Regions from separate parts of the Zea mays genome. Here region 2 is linked to region 1. Evidence: chromatin contacts called from public Hi-C data. All regions are on one chromosome and are shown on one strand. The core of a region is the stretch at or near the end of the contact, and the rest is flanking DNA. Distances in the headings are between cores, read along the strand shown.

Region 1 (7,312 bases), core at 176-2,675:
TCCCTCGTGCAGCAGATGACACAATGACACATAGAACCTATCAAAAACAAAAGAGAGAGAGAGGGGTAATTTTAACCATAAGGACATGTACAATCTAGCTATTATGTAGTGTTTTTTAAGCACTAGATATACCTGAGAAACTCGTTCATATAATCCAGTATATTCAAATATTGTATTTTATTCACTAAACCCTCAAGACATATCTATGGGTGGAAGTGTATCTTAGACTAGAGAATGATGCCAGAGACGTTCCTCCATCAAAATATGTTTCTTGTGTCTTTTTGCACGTATGTCTTTAAATACTCCTTAAAATATGAATAATTTATGTCGGTTATAAATGCCCTAATAATTCTGATAAATCTAAAGTTGCTATGTTATAAAAGGGTGCTTGGTTCTACCAAATTAAACTTTAGTCTTTGTCACATTGAATATTTAAACGACAATTATGAGTATTAAGTATATAGTCTAATTATAAAAATTAATTACATAGATGAATACTAATTTGTGAGAAAAGTTTATTATGTCTATATTAAATATTCATAATTGATATCTAAATATTCGATGTGACACACATAAAACGGAAATCAAACACCCTCTAAAAAATAGAATGTCAAGGATTCATATTTCATACAGTAAAAACCTAGGATTCCTATTTCCCATTAAAAACCTTAGACATGTAGTTTTAGAATAGATCTCAAAGTTTGGGCCAGACCACTTAAAGTTGCATAGACACGACCTGAAAATAAAAGCCCGAAGCAGGATCCGACACGAAAACGGATTGAACCGGCGCGACCTGAATAACCATGTCGTATTGTGCCTCAAACTTAGACACGACGAGGGACATAGCACGACACGATTAGATGAGCCGTGCTTAGATCAGCACGACACGAAGTGAAAACTAATGTTTAAATGGTTATTTACTGCTCCAACAATGTTGATCTCATCATAAAAGTTATATAAAACATTGATACTTATATTTATCGTAATAGTTTTGAGTCACGTGTCTAGTTATATCAATTTATTTTTAAAGGTTCTTTTTCTCGTATGATTTTTTAATGTATAACAAAATTAGAAATATTTAAAGATGTATTTTTAGATACATATAAGTTTTTTACTCGTGTCTTGCTTGTAGCGACACGGCATGAGCATTACCTGTCATGCTTTAAAGCCGAGTTGAATCTAGCTTTTAATATTTGGACACGATATGGTTTAACCCAAAATTATTCAGTGTCGTGTTAACTAAAAAAAGTTAACCTGAAGCATCGGGCCGTACCGGTGTGGCACGGTCGGCAGCCAAGAAAAAAAAGACTTTTTTTTTTGTACAGGCATCAATGCATCCATGCAGATTCCCAAGTGGAGTTGCGGCGGCTGGTTATCATTTATCATCACCTTCGCCTCACACCTTCCGGCCGCCCATTCCGATCCGATCCCCGGCCGGCCACCTACCACCGGTCAGCCCCATCAATCTCTGAGGCAGCGTCAGCCATCACGCCTCCCTCATCGATCTCCCCGCCGCCGCCGCTGCTAATACCGTGCGTCGGTGACTCAATCCTCTTCTCCAATCCTATACTGCTACCCACTTACACCTGATGTTTTGATTTCTTCTCAGAGATAATGGAGGCCGGCGCCGCCGCTGCTGCCACTGCCATCTACCCTCTGCACCGATGCAAAACCATACACCTGGTTCCTACATCTTACCCTGCCTGCCTGATTTGCTCCTCTTCGCATGCATATGCATCCTCTCTCTCTCACACACACACAACAATTTTTTAGCATATATACTGCTACCCACTTGCTGCTTATTTTCGCATGTACATGAACATCACCATCACATTACGCAGGTGAGGCATGCCCAAGGTGTCCACAACGTGGAAGGCGACACGGATCACAGCGCCTACATGAAACCCGACTTCTTCGACGCGAGCATCACTCCCTTGGGCTGGAACCAGGTAAAGCTAGCTACCCTTTCATTTCCTTGGTCCTGCATATAATTAGTTTTGACCAAATTAAAATATCAGCTTCGATGGCTCTATATGATTCTTTTCTCTGCTTCCATGTTTCGTTGGAGAGAGATCTACTTATTAAAATAATGAAAAATACAGGTTGACCTCCTGCGAGAGCATGTGAAGGAATCTGGGCTTGCAGAAAAGATTGAGCTGGTTATTTGTTCTCCTTTGTCGAGGTACAGTCTTGCATGACCTTTTCTGCGTCCTTGCAATGCTTCACAGATGCGGTGGTGTTCTTCACTGCTGCAGTTGTGTGTGTGTGTGTTTTTTTTTAATTTTAATTTATTCCTTCTTAGAAGAAAAGGGACAAAATATCAGCTACTAGGATATGCTTTGAGTACGTTATTGTCAGAACTAGAGCATCCAAGACAACAGAGATGGACCCACCACCCTCTTCTTTGATTGAGAGTGCATTATTGCAGCTGTCGTATGAACTAAAAGGCCCTCCCTATATTTCGCTATGTTCTAAAGGACCATGCAGACTGCAGTGGGAGTTTTTGGTGGCGAAAGCTGCAGTAATGGTGTGAGTGTGCCTCCACTGATGGTGGAGAATGCTGGACGTCCGGCAGTTTCAAGTTTGAACTGCCCACCATTTCTTGCTGTTGAGGCCTGCAGGGAGCGCTTGGTACGTACGAGTACTTCCTTTTTTTTCCATTTTTTGCTGAAGAACACACTTGTAAGGTCTTTTTTTTGGTTTGATCACCATTACCGCGCGCTTCAATGCAGGGTGTCCATCCTTGTGACAAGAGGAGGAGCATCACAGAGTACCGTGCTCTCTTCCCTGCCATTGATTTTTCGCTGGTAAGCATCTCTCTCTCATATACTTCATGCTCCATGGGCTGCCGTTTCCGAGCTTCTACTAGTGGTTAACTATACATATGCACTCACTTTGTTTTACAGATAGAGAGTGACGAAGATGTTCTCTGGGTACCAGATGTCAGAGAAACCTTTGAGTCACTCGCAGAAAGGGGTATGAAGTTCATTGACTGGTAATTTGTCTGTTTTCCCCCTCTAAGTATCAGTTCATTTCTTTTCTTTGCCTATGTCATTACGAAACAACTTCTGGTTAATTTGGAATTACGAACAAACGCATGATCAACATCTTGCTCTAGGATCTGGAACTGAACACATGCAGATGACTTTTGCGCAGGCTATGGACAAGAGAAGAGAGAGAGATAGCCATCGTCACCCATAGCGGTTTATTAAGCCATACCTTGCGCATGTACAGCAAAGAGTGCCATCCAACAGTAGCACAAGAAGTGAGCAAGTAGTAAGTGTCTTTTTTATTTGTCATTTAATGAATTACCATTGTCGAACTCATGCACATCAGGGGCATATATACGTTTTGTGTTGCTGACTTTGGCTTGGTTGTTTAATTTGATTCAGCTTTGCAAACTGCGAGCTCCGGTCCTTGGTACTGGTTGACAGGAGGTCAGTACTGCACCTGCACACGCACCCTTTAGTTTTGGCTCCAACTTAGAATCACTAAAAAGAAATGCATCTTGTAAGAGTGCTCACAGTCACAGTGATTATGCATGCAGTATGCTTGGTTCAGATGGCCCCAGTTACAACAACTACCCTGGCAAAATGAAAATCCCAGCCGGACTTGATCTGCCCAGCGATGACAAGAAGCAACCTCTTCAGAACCAGAGCGGCTGAGCAGGCCTGTCTTGGGGCTTGTTTGGTGTTCACCACCACTGATTCCTTTTCTTTTGTCATCCTATTTTGAAACTTCCCTAGCTGCAGTCAGTCCATTTTTTGTGAACTATTCTGAGAGTACTATTCTGAACTTTCCCATTTGTGGTTGTTGAGCACCATTTGTGGTACTGAACACGGCCGGACGGTCCAACCTGCGGACGGTTCGTCTATAGACGTGGACGGTCCGTGATTAGATTAGATCAGGCGTAATTAACCTCTTTTCCGTACATATTTATCTATCTAAACTCGCGGATTCTGTTGGAGAACCCTTAGCAACGAGTCCAGACCTCTCTCCAATATACCCGAAGGGTACGACCGATTGCACACACCATCAATCGAACCGATCAACCCGTTTATCAATTCGTTTACTTTCTTGTCCTAGGAGTAGCGATGACAAGAAGTAACCAGGAAAGGAAGCTCAAGACAAAACATGGGCGGCTGAGCCTGCCTGGGGCTTGTTTGGTGAATTGGTGTGCACCACTGATTCCTTTTGTCATCCTATTTTGAAAATTCCCGAGAGCAGCATCCAATCCATTTGTAAACTATTCTGAGCTTCCCATTTGCGGCTATTAGGGTTTTCATACTCTTTTCCTTTAGGGCTAGTTTTAAAAATTAAGGTGGTGTTTGGTTTAAGGAATCACTACATCCAAATTAAGATGGTGCATCATGGGTTCATTACTCAAATTTGGTGCGATGACCACATTCCTTATATTAGTACTAACTAACTATGAGGAATGATGTGGTGATGGATCAACTCATTCTATTCTACAAACCAAACAAAAAATAGTGAGGAGTGAGAAGATGATGGACTAGCTTATTCCTCAAACCAAACACCCTATAAATCTTCCAATTGTGGCTGCAGCGCCTACACCCTCACAGCCGCCACCTGATGGAGGCGTGGTGCACTATTTTTAGCGTATAATCCGACTGTTTGTTCCGCGACCCATGTAACCCCTCCGCGCCGCTCTCCTCCTGCTCCCCGAGCCATGTAATTTATCTATAACTTCCTTTCTGCTCCATGGCGAATGGTTAATGGAATAATCAGGTGGGGGTCCTCTCCTCTCTTAGACAGACAAAAAAAGTTAAATCTTTTCTGGGATTAGAGGATATTTGAGTTTCTAAACTAACTCTTAGAGGAGACAATTGCATTTTTAGGACTACAGACATAATGCTTCGCAGTAATACTTATAAGGAAAATGGACCCCGGGTCATTTGGCTCAATAGATTTTGGTGTTTGATGATCAACATAAGCTCTGGACTAATGTGTTTGCTAGTGTTTGTGTTTATAGTTCATATGATGCTAAAGTTACTTGGACCAAGGCATTGAGGAAAGCAACACCTCAAAAGAAGACATTGTGAAGATCAAGTGAAGTCCAAAAAACGAAGGAAGTGTTGTCAGGCGAACTGTCCGTGCGAGGAGCACCGGACTGTCCGATGGCACGCCGGACTGTCCGGTGCACCCAAGAACAGTAGCCCAACGGCTAGTTCTAGGTGGCACTGTGGAGAGAAGACCACTGGACTGTCCGGTATAAAAAGCCTGTGCGTCAACGGTCACCTGCGGTGTCAGATCCAACGGCTAGGCGCACCGGACAGGGTCACCGGACTGTCCGATGTGCCGCAGAGAGCAACAACTTTTCTCCAACGGCTAGTTTTGTGTTGGGGCTATAAATACACCCCAACTGGCCATTTCAAGGTGTGGGAGCCCAAGCAACATACCAAGACATATATTAGATATTTTCAAGAGCTCATACACCCAAGTGCTTAATAGAATCACTTAGTGATTAGCGTAGGTGCTTTGCGAAGTGCTTAGGTTAGTTAGACCGCATTAGCGCTTGCTCTAGGTGAATCCTAGTTTGTTGAGTGAGTTTAGAAAAACCACACAGCCCCTTGCTCTTGCGCGAGCCGTTGTTTGAGCAAAACAAGGATAGGTAAATCCATAGATCCCATGATCAGTTCTATATGTGAAAATGGAAAATTTCAGAGTTGGAGGGTTGTATTCAGGGATGACTCCTTTTGCCCAAAAATAATATTCAGAACATACTGAGAACTGAAATGGTAGTCTGCTTCAATTATTAAGCTCAAGAGCCGGGGAAGTTGAGCTAGGCGTCCCAGACCCATTGGTGATGCGCGGCCATGCCGTGTGCCATGGTGGCCATCTCGGCCGACTCGAAGCTACCGAGCCAGATGCACGTCTTGGTACCAGCTGTCGGATCTCCAATACCGTCGCTCATGGAAGCCGGTGGCAGCTCCGCTCGTCGTCGAAGCCATATACAGGTGCTTGCCCAACCACTTGTTACGAATTAGCCAAATGATTAATGTGTGCTTGCTATAGATTCGCCGGTTCTTCTCTGTTGCGAGAGGCAAAAGTGTCTCACAGACCACAAATACATGTAGACGAATTAGAAAAACAAAACAAATACAGTAAATGGCACGCTAATCAATTAGTACATGTTTGTAAACCCGTTTCTGCGAAACAAACGTTTGGAATGACATTACTGTGAAGAATTATGTTTGTAGTCCAAAAAATACAATTGTCTCCTCTCATAGAGGTGAGGTCACACTAGCTGGCGTCGTGAACACCAGGCCCTTGTATTGCACTGAGCATAGACGTCGTACAGAAAGCTCGCAGCCCGCTAGCTCAGCATGAAGCTCATTTTTTCCAGCATGACTAGGATTGGCTTGGACCGCTTTTTAGACACATCAAGCGACACGGTACATCCTAGTTTTTCTACAGGTCCACTATCTCAAGCAACTAGCAAGCATGTCGCCTTCTTGTGCCCCGCCTTGTCAACCTCGTTGCACTGCATTCGATTCTAGAGACGACGGTAAAATTTCCCTGTTAGGCCTCCTTCCAAATAGAGGAAAAACAAAGGGATTTTATAGGATTTAGTTTTTATAGAAAGTTTTTCTATAAGAACCTTTGGGATAAAGGATTGAATCCTATCGATTCCTTTAAAATTCATATGGAATAACATCCTCCATGCTAATTTTGGAAAAAAATAAGCATGAGATCCAACCTCATATTTTCTTTCTTTTGTCTCTTGCATTCCTATGTTTTTTCTGCGCGTGATGTAAACACATGTTTTGTAACTTTCATGTATTATAAATTCTTGTATGATTGCAATGTCAAGGGTATTCTAATCTTGTGTTTTTCTTATTCATGTGTTTTAATAATCCTGTGTTCCAAAGGAGCCTTAAAGAACGAGGACGAAAACAATTTAATCTTCATGAGAATTAAAGTATAAGAAATTTAGTCCTCATCAGATTCGCGGGGATGAAAGCAAAGAACCATCATTTGTCCTCTTTCCCCACATGCCCTAATGAAAAAAAAATTGATTGACATCCATGGTGTAACACCCAAAATCCTGATTTTTGGATTAGTACAAGAAATCAAAAGAAAGGGTCCTTAATGGATAATTATACTTTTGAATTCACCTCTCTAAAATAAATGGTAACATTAAAATTTGGTTGTACAAGTTTAGATTTGAAAACTGGATTTTGAATCTGAATCCTAGGATAAAATATATAAGTAATTTCATTTGTTGAATGAATTGTATCTTCATCAACTATATGTTGAGAAAACATCTATTATAAATAACTAAATAAAA
Region 2 (6,625 bases), core at 955-3,454, 150 kb before region 1:
GTTTAGGTCCTTGACTTGTTTTCGACCTTCTTGTGAAGATGCCAAGCATCACTATATCATAATTTGTTCACAACAGATGATTCTTTTTTCAGGAATCCATAACAGATGATTCTGACCACAATGTTTGTTTGTCAAGGCCAGAGCTATACTACTATGAAGAACCTAAGGGGTAGGCTACCTCTCCATTCTGCCTCCCGCGCAGACGTCCCACGCCCAGCCAAAAACTAAAAAAGCAGGTTGCGAGGGAATTCGATTCCGCACCCCTTAGGCAAAAGCGAGTAGCAGCTAACGCTACACCATAGTGTGTTTGTGTCTACCGCTACATCTGCTTCATCTCTACTCGGTTCGGCACATACCTTGCAGACCACCCAGGCCCACTTCTCCTTGCTCGGTAGCCCATAGCACAATCCGCAGAGCTCCGTCTTCTACAGGTAACCGCAAGACTTCCTCTCCGTGGTGGCAACCTCCATCTCCACGGAACCTCGCGCCGCAACCACTCAACTACACTTCGCAAGCTCTCTCCCCACAACCATGACTTCCACTTCTCTCGGTTCAGCATGCAAGATGAAGATAAATGGATGCACGTCTCGGTTCCCCTCCCGCCTTCTCCCACTCTACTCACCTCCTGCACTTTGCTGAGAGTAAACCTTCCCAGAGCCGGAGGACTTTCCCGAAAACCTTCCTCCAACTGTGCAGCTGCGGACCAGAGCCCAAGCGGTGGATTCCGGCGAGTGGTGCGAGTTCATCTGCGATGGCGAGGTCCGCTCCTCTTCCACACCTCTTCCATCCACTTTTGTCACTCTGCCTCAACTACTTAGGATCCATTATAGCAAGGACTTCCCCGGATACCCCTTCTTGCATCCCCTCCAAAAATCTTTGTGTTGGAGATAGTGTCCCCAAATATTGTGGTGGGTTCTAGTGTTTCCTTGCATTTGGGCCCGAATTGAAGTGATAGCTTTGAGCTCTCAACCTCCCGTCGCACCCCCGAAGTTCTCAATATTGTATTTTCACAACTGCTCAGACCCAGAATTTAGTTCCCCTTGTTGCTGCCCCTCAAGGAATGGTTCTTCCTATGCTTGGGATTACATAGGCATTTGTTTACACATTTTTTGAATCTACACAATAAAATATTAGTCTGCCTCTTGTTTTTCAGTCATATGACTAATGAGATTAAATTGTACTCCTTTTTTGACAGCTATAATTATATAGGATGGGTATGCCTTGATAGAAACATTTTTTTACCTTTAATACATATCCTATTGCTCACGTTACTGATCATTAACAACATGAGATGATTATGGCTAAAAATTTATGTCATCAAGTGAACCCCATATACCATTGAGTTCCTAAGTTCCAACAATATATTTTATCAATATGTTTTATTATAGTGCTTCTACATCTCAATGTATCTTATCATTACATGTTGACTCCGTAGCAACGCACGAGCATCCACCTAGTATAACTATAACTAGGGTGAAATTTTATCCAAGACTAAGAACGCTTCTACGTACTCCGTACGATCGACATATAGATTAATTATAAATTTATAATAGATAATAAGATATTGTGCCGGCAAATAAACACTAAAATAAGTGTATCTAAAACTAAATACAAGGAACTATAAGATAGTGCTTGATCTTAAAAAAAAATATTAAACTTTTTTATATTTTTAAGTAACACAGTTCTATAACTTTTTTAAGATGTCAGTTTTTAGGATTTTAATTGTATTGTTTTTTACCTATAAAAATGTTCGAATGAATTTGTAAATAGATTTTTAAAATATTAAATATTAATTGTGGAAAAATATTTGTAGACAAATTTATCTCCCTAAACTTTTAACCTAGTCTGATTTGTGTCCATTGGCGTTGAGTTGTATTAGTAAAACCATTAATAAAACTACTTAAGATTAAAAACACAAAAGTTAAGAGATTTAAAAGAAACCGGTCTGTAATTCATGAAGGGAAATCGAATGGTAACGAACAATAACAACAACAATAATCTTTAAAGGGCTAGTGTTGGCTACGAAGCCCATGGCCGGCATATATGGTTGCATTGAGCTGGGCCTTGTGATTCTAATGTTGTTGCAAAAACGAAAGGGTGTGGGTGGATGGTTGGGCGGCATGCGCGGTGGGGAAGAGGAAGAGGAAGAGAAAGAGAGAGGGGGAGACATAGCAGGCCGCCTTGAGCTGGCATAGGATGCGACGGTCCGGCAGGGGCAGGGCTGGGCGGTCGACGGAGGCCAATTCTTTAACTTCCTTCCTCCGTCGATCATCCAGCACCAGCAGGAGAATCCCGTCGAATCCCCCAACCCAAGGGAGCGCGCGCGTATGCCTCCTCCAGATCCAAAGCAACAAGCAACAGACAGCGAGGGGGCACCGGGGTCCGCCGCATGTGTGTGGTTCATGGAGGATCATGCTTTCCTGCTTACTGCATTAGCTCCTGACGCGCCACCCTCCCCTCGCGTTCATTGATTTCTGTTATAATTACTCACATTATTATTGGTAAAGAAAGAAAGGGCACCTCTTCTAATTTGATGGGCATTCCGTTACCGTCTCAACTTCAACGTCAACAACAGGTAGGACGGAGTACCATTCTTTTCTTTTGTACATTTGTTGTCGACTCTATAATCGCTCTATGTTTCTCAACAAGGTTGCATAGAGAAAAAGGTCCATTTCATGTTCAGGAATATTGAATGTCTATATATGTTTCTGAACAAGGTTGCATAGAGAATAAGATCCATTTTTCATGTTGAGGAATATTGAATCGAGAGTTTTATAATGACCTCATTGCAGTTGATGCTACTATGGTTGGAAATCGGGCATGGTTTGCAGGTCTTTTCAGCGGCTCGGGCAAAAGGCGACAAGTCAGTGCAGAGAAGATAGTGCTTGATCTAACCCCTCTACAGGTACAGATGCACTGCCGTCATTATCATGATGTGTTTATTAGGCAAAATACATGAATGATTCTGTGCCGTCTCTTGGTTGTAGGGAAACAATAAATGAAATAGAATAAACACAATGGCATGGACCATGCAAGCTTAACTTCGTTTCTTCCTGCGCCCGAAATAACCCTGGTCTTAAATATTCATTCAGGAACAGAGGCTGCAAAGTCTGAAGGAAAGGCTAAATGTGCCATATGACGAAACTCGGACAGATCATCAAGTGAGGAAACTCTCGACTCAATTAGCTTCACGAAAACTTATAGATAGGGATTTCAATCCGTGTGTCCCTATATATGATGTAGATAGAGTCTTCAACTTACTTTCTGGAGTAATCTAAAAACAAATTTGGTATTCCGCAACACTTAGCACAAAAATAGGTTTCAGACTGCAACTAGCTTGCTCTTTGTTTTGCTCGGTTAGTTATATACCTTATTGACTTTCATGAATTTTATTATATTGTGTGCTTTGGATTTAGGAATCGCTTAGGGCTCTATGGAATGCATCCTTTCCCGATACAGAGCTCACTAGCTTAGTTTCAGAACAGTGGAAAGACATGGGGTGGCAGGGCGTGAACCCAGCAACTGATTTCAGGTTAATTCAAGTTTTTTTTTTGCTTCTCTATGCCCTATCTTTGGTTGCCGAGAATATGTTTCACACTGTTCCTTTTAAGTTTTTTTTTTCCTGGGAAAAAGTTTACAATGCTCTTTGTCTCTTTCTTCTTAGAGGCCCGCAATCAGGTGCTGGTTTCGTGCAACAAACATGCATGCATTACCCTAGATCTGATGAAGAGCCTTAACAATATCATCTTACTTTGATTGCAGGGGCTGTGGGTTTGTTTCGCTCGAGAACCTTTTGTTTTTTGCAAGAACATACCCGGTAGGTCCTTTGGGTCCTGTATATAAAAACACGAATGAACTCCTCCCTCCTTACCAAGTGAGCAAAGTGTCTATGCACATAGTTCTGATGGTTGCTTGTGTGGTTGGTCCAACAATTAAGCAGGCTTCTTTCAAGAGGCTGATGCTGAAGCAGCAAGGAATGCGAACTACATGGGAGTACCCCTTTGCGGTCGCGGGTGTAAATATCTCATACATGTTGATTCAACTGCTGGAGCTCAACTCAGGTATTTTATATATATATATATATATATATATATATATATATATATATATATATATATATATATATATATATATATATATATATATATATATATATATATATATATATATATATATATATATTGTGGCCGGGCATGGCATCTGATAAGAATTCACATGTATCGACTCGACTACGTGCATTGCATCATCAGATTTGTTTTGGTCAAAGGACTAATAAAAGTAGTAATCAGAGTACGTACGTACATCTAAGCCCACCATGTGCATCATTGTGCAGGTCACATTGCAAGTATAGTATCAGGTTTTGTTTTCTTTCTCAAGATGTGGAATCTTTGGATTTGATCACGACTGTTGGACGATGAGCATGCATTATATTATAATAGGCACATGGTGGACACAGCTGGTTGCTGATAACTGCTAACCGATGCGCAACCGTCTCGTCCCGTTGCATGTATGCCTGCCTTGTGCTGCCACCCATGATTGCCCTGCCTGATCATCATCCATATACCAGCACACAGAACAAGCCAATTTGCGCCAGAACCGTCATGTGGTTTCAAACAGAAAAAGAAAGAAAGAAAGAAAGGCTTGTTTATTTCATCTTTGTTTTGTATGATTGTGCATGTACTATCTCTTTGAAAGCAACAGCTGAATGAGTGATTGCTGGTTCCATTAACTGCTGGTAGCTAGTAGCTGTGCTGGTTTAATTTGCTTGTTGGTTCAGATAATGATCTGCGATACCTGAAAGAGAGGAAGATGTTGCTGACTGTGCTCAAATTGCTTGCCTTTTGCCTTTTTTTTGTTTTTGGTTTCAGTGCGCCCGAAGTCTTTGCCAGGGATTAACTTCATCAAAGTGTTGACAGGTAGGATAGGACAGAGTGGTTTGTAATTTCTCCATCCATTACCTGATTGAGAGTTCAATGTGTTGGTTGCCACAACGGAGGGATTGATGAATGTTCAATTTTCTATGGTTTGTCAGAACACGAGGATGCATTCGACGTGCTGTACTGCATAGCGTTCGAGATGATGGACGCCCAGTGGCTAGCAATGCGAGCCTCGTACATGCAGTTCAAAGTAATAAGCTGATGAAGCTTGTCCTTTTTTGTTTTGAGTAAATTAAACTAAAACGGATGGAACGATTGCATTGCACATGCAGGAGGTGCTGGAGGCCACAAGGCAGCAGCTCGAGAGGGAGCTCTCCCTGGAGGATCTCAATGGCATCCATGACCTCCCTGCCTGCAACCTCTTGTACAAATAGTGCTACTGGTAGTTAGATTATATTACTGGGATGCAGTCAAAGGAAAATTTGATCAGGTTACATCGTAACCAGCATCATCAGCCTGTAAAAAAGAAAAAGGAAAAGAAAAAGAGAGAAGGGAGACACACATCTCTGGTTGTCAGTAATTCACATACGCCACAGTTTTGCCCAGGATCGATCCAGCCTACAGTAGGGATACACACACACCACGACCACGTATATGTGAAAATTGAATTAAGCTGGTCAAAAGGTTGTGTTTGCGTTTGCACGTTTTGCGGTCATGTCATGTGAAGAGGAGGCGCTTGCTGTGTGCTTTTTGACTGGATCCGCCCGGGAGTATAGGCCAACTGCTAGCTGCCGATCGCATGCAATGAATGATCACTAAGCGCCTGCAGGCATCATCAGACCCTTTTGTGGCTTGTGGATTGTGTAGATTTCTGAAATTAAAAAAAATTTGATGTGGTTGTAAGCTGAGACTATATAGCTTGATGTAGACTATGCACTAGAGCAGCAAGGTAAAGAGATGAAGCAGCAGCTGTTAGTTACCAAGCATGACGGAGACGGCTGGTCTGCCCCGGAATCGGAATCAGAGGAGCATGACAAGTGATGGATGAATGAATGAATCATGAAGCACAACAGCAGCTAATATAACACCAATTATCTTCTTCATCCTATCTGGGTTCATTAATCGTCCTCATAATTAATTGATACTACTAATCCACATATAACATCAGCAGCAGCTCCGGCTGCTTCTGTTCATCTTCCCATCTTCTACTAGCCACCGTTCGCGGCCTCTTCTCCTGTTGGGGTACTCATATCGTTTCACTAGCCAACACGAAAACGAAAAAAAATGGCATAAACACAATACGACTCAATTACAGACAGACACGAGGTCGTCTGACGCCTCAGAAGCGCGCGTTCTCGAAGCCGTGCAGGTCGCTGACCCGGTTCATGGACTTACGCATGATGGCCACCTTGGCCAGCTGCTCCGCCGCGCGCCACGCCGACGTCGGCGTCAGCACCTCCCCGCGCGGGGTCCCCACGGGCGTCGTCGTGTCCCCGTCTCCCCTCCTCCTGCCGCTCCTCGACGTCGGCGTCACTACCTCCTGATGCTGGCTGTTGGCGCGCCGCCACCGCATGTCGCTCAGCTCCGTGTCCAGGCTGCCCACCAGCTCCTGCTGCTGCTGCGTCGGTGGCGACTGCAGTACCAGCGCCCGCGCCGACGACAGCAGGTGGATCGCAGTCCCCAGGTCCTGCAGCTCCGCCAGCCGCCGCGACTCCGCCACGGCGCGCGTCGCCACGAACAGGTCGTGC

The links. Hi-C and Micro-C count contacts between places; a contact is called where the count stands out from the background.
Region 2: a Hi-C map of ear shows a contact between it and region 1, with 1.8 times the contacts expected there. The contact joins the promoter of LOC100283240 here to the promoter of LOC100502385 in region 1. A contact is called at or near these places in 3 of 25 Hi-C or Micro-C datasets (ear, leaf and tassel).

The regions. Positions count from the first base shown.
Region 1 is chr10:97,670,164-97,677,475 of Zm-B73-REFERENCE-NAM-5.0, reverse strand. It overlaps LOC100502385 (Phosphoglycerate mutase-like protein), which reads left to right and starts at 1,425. Exons shown (of 10, transcript NM_001196863.1): 1 at 1,425-1,532; 2 at 1,610-1,683; 3 at 1,842-1,949; 4 at 2,103-2,182; 5 at 2,478-2,631; 6 at 2,733-2,807; 7 at 2,907-2,995; 8 at 3,157-3,276; 9 at 3,393-3,437; 10 at 3,548-3,753. The coding sequence starts at 1,615. The coding sequence ends at 3,665.
Region 2 is chr10:97,819,901-97,826,525 of Zm-B73-REFERENCE-NAM-5.0, reverse strand. LOC100283240 (ELMO domain-containing protein 2) reads left to right here and starts at 2,204. Exons shown (of 9, transcript NM_001361256.1): 1 at 2,204-2,575; 2 at 2,793-2,905; 3 at 3,093-3,161; 4 at 3,417-3,532; 5 at 3,763-3,817; 6 at 3,941-4,061; 7 at 4,869-4,916; 8 at 5,033-5,127; 9 at 5,210-5,396. The coding sequence starts at 2,804. The coding sequence ends at 5,311. It overlaps LOC100281465 (protein binding protein), which reads right to left. Exons shown (of 2, transcript NM_001154383.3): 2 at 5,976-6,625. The coding sequence ends at 6,217.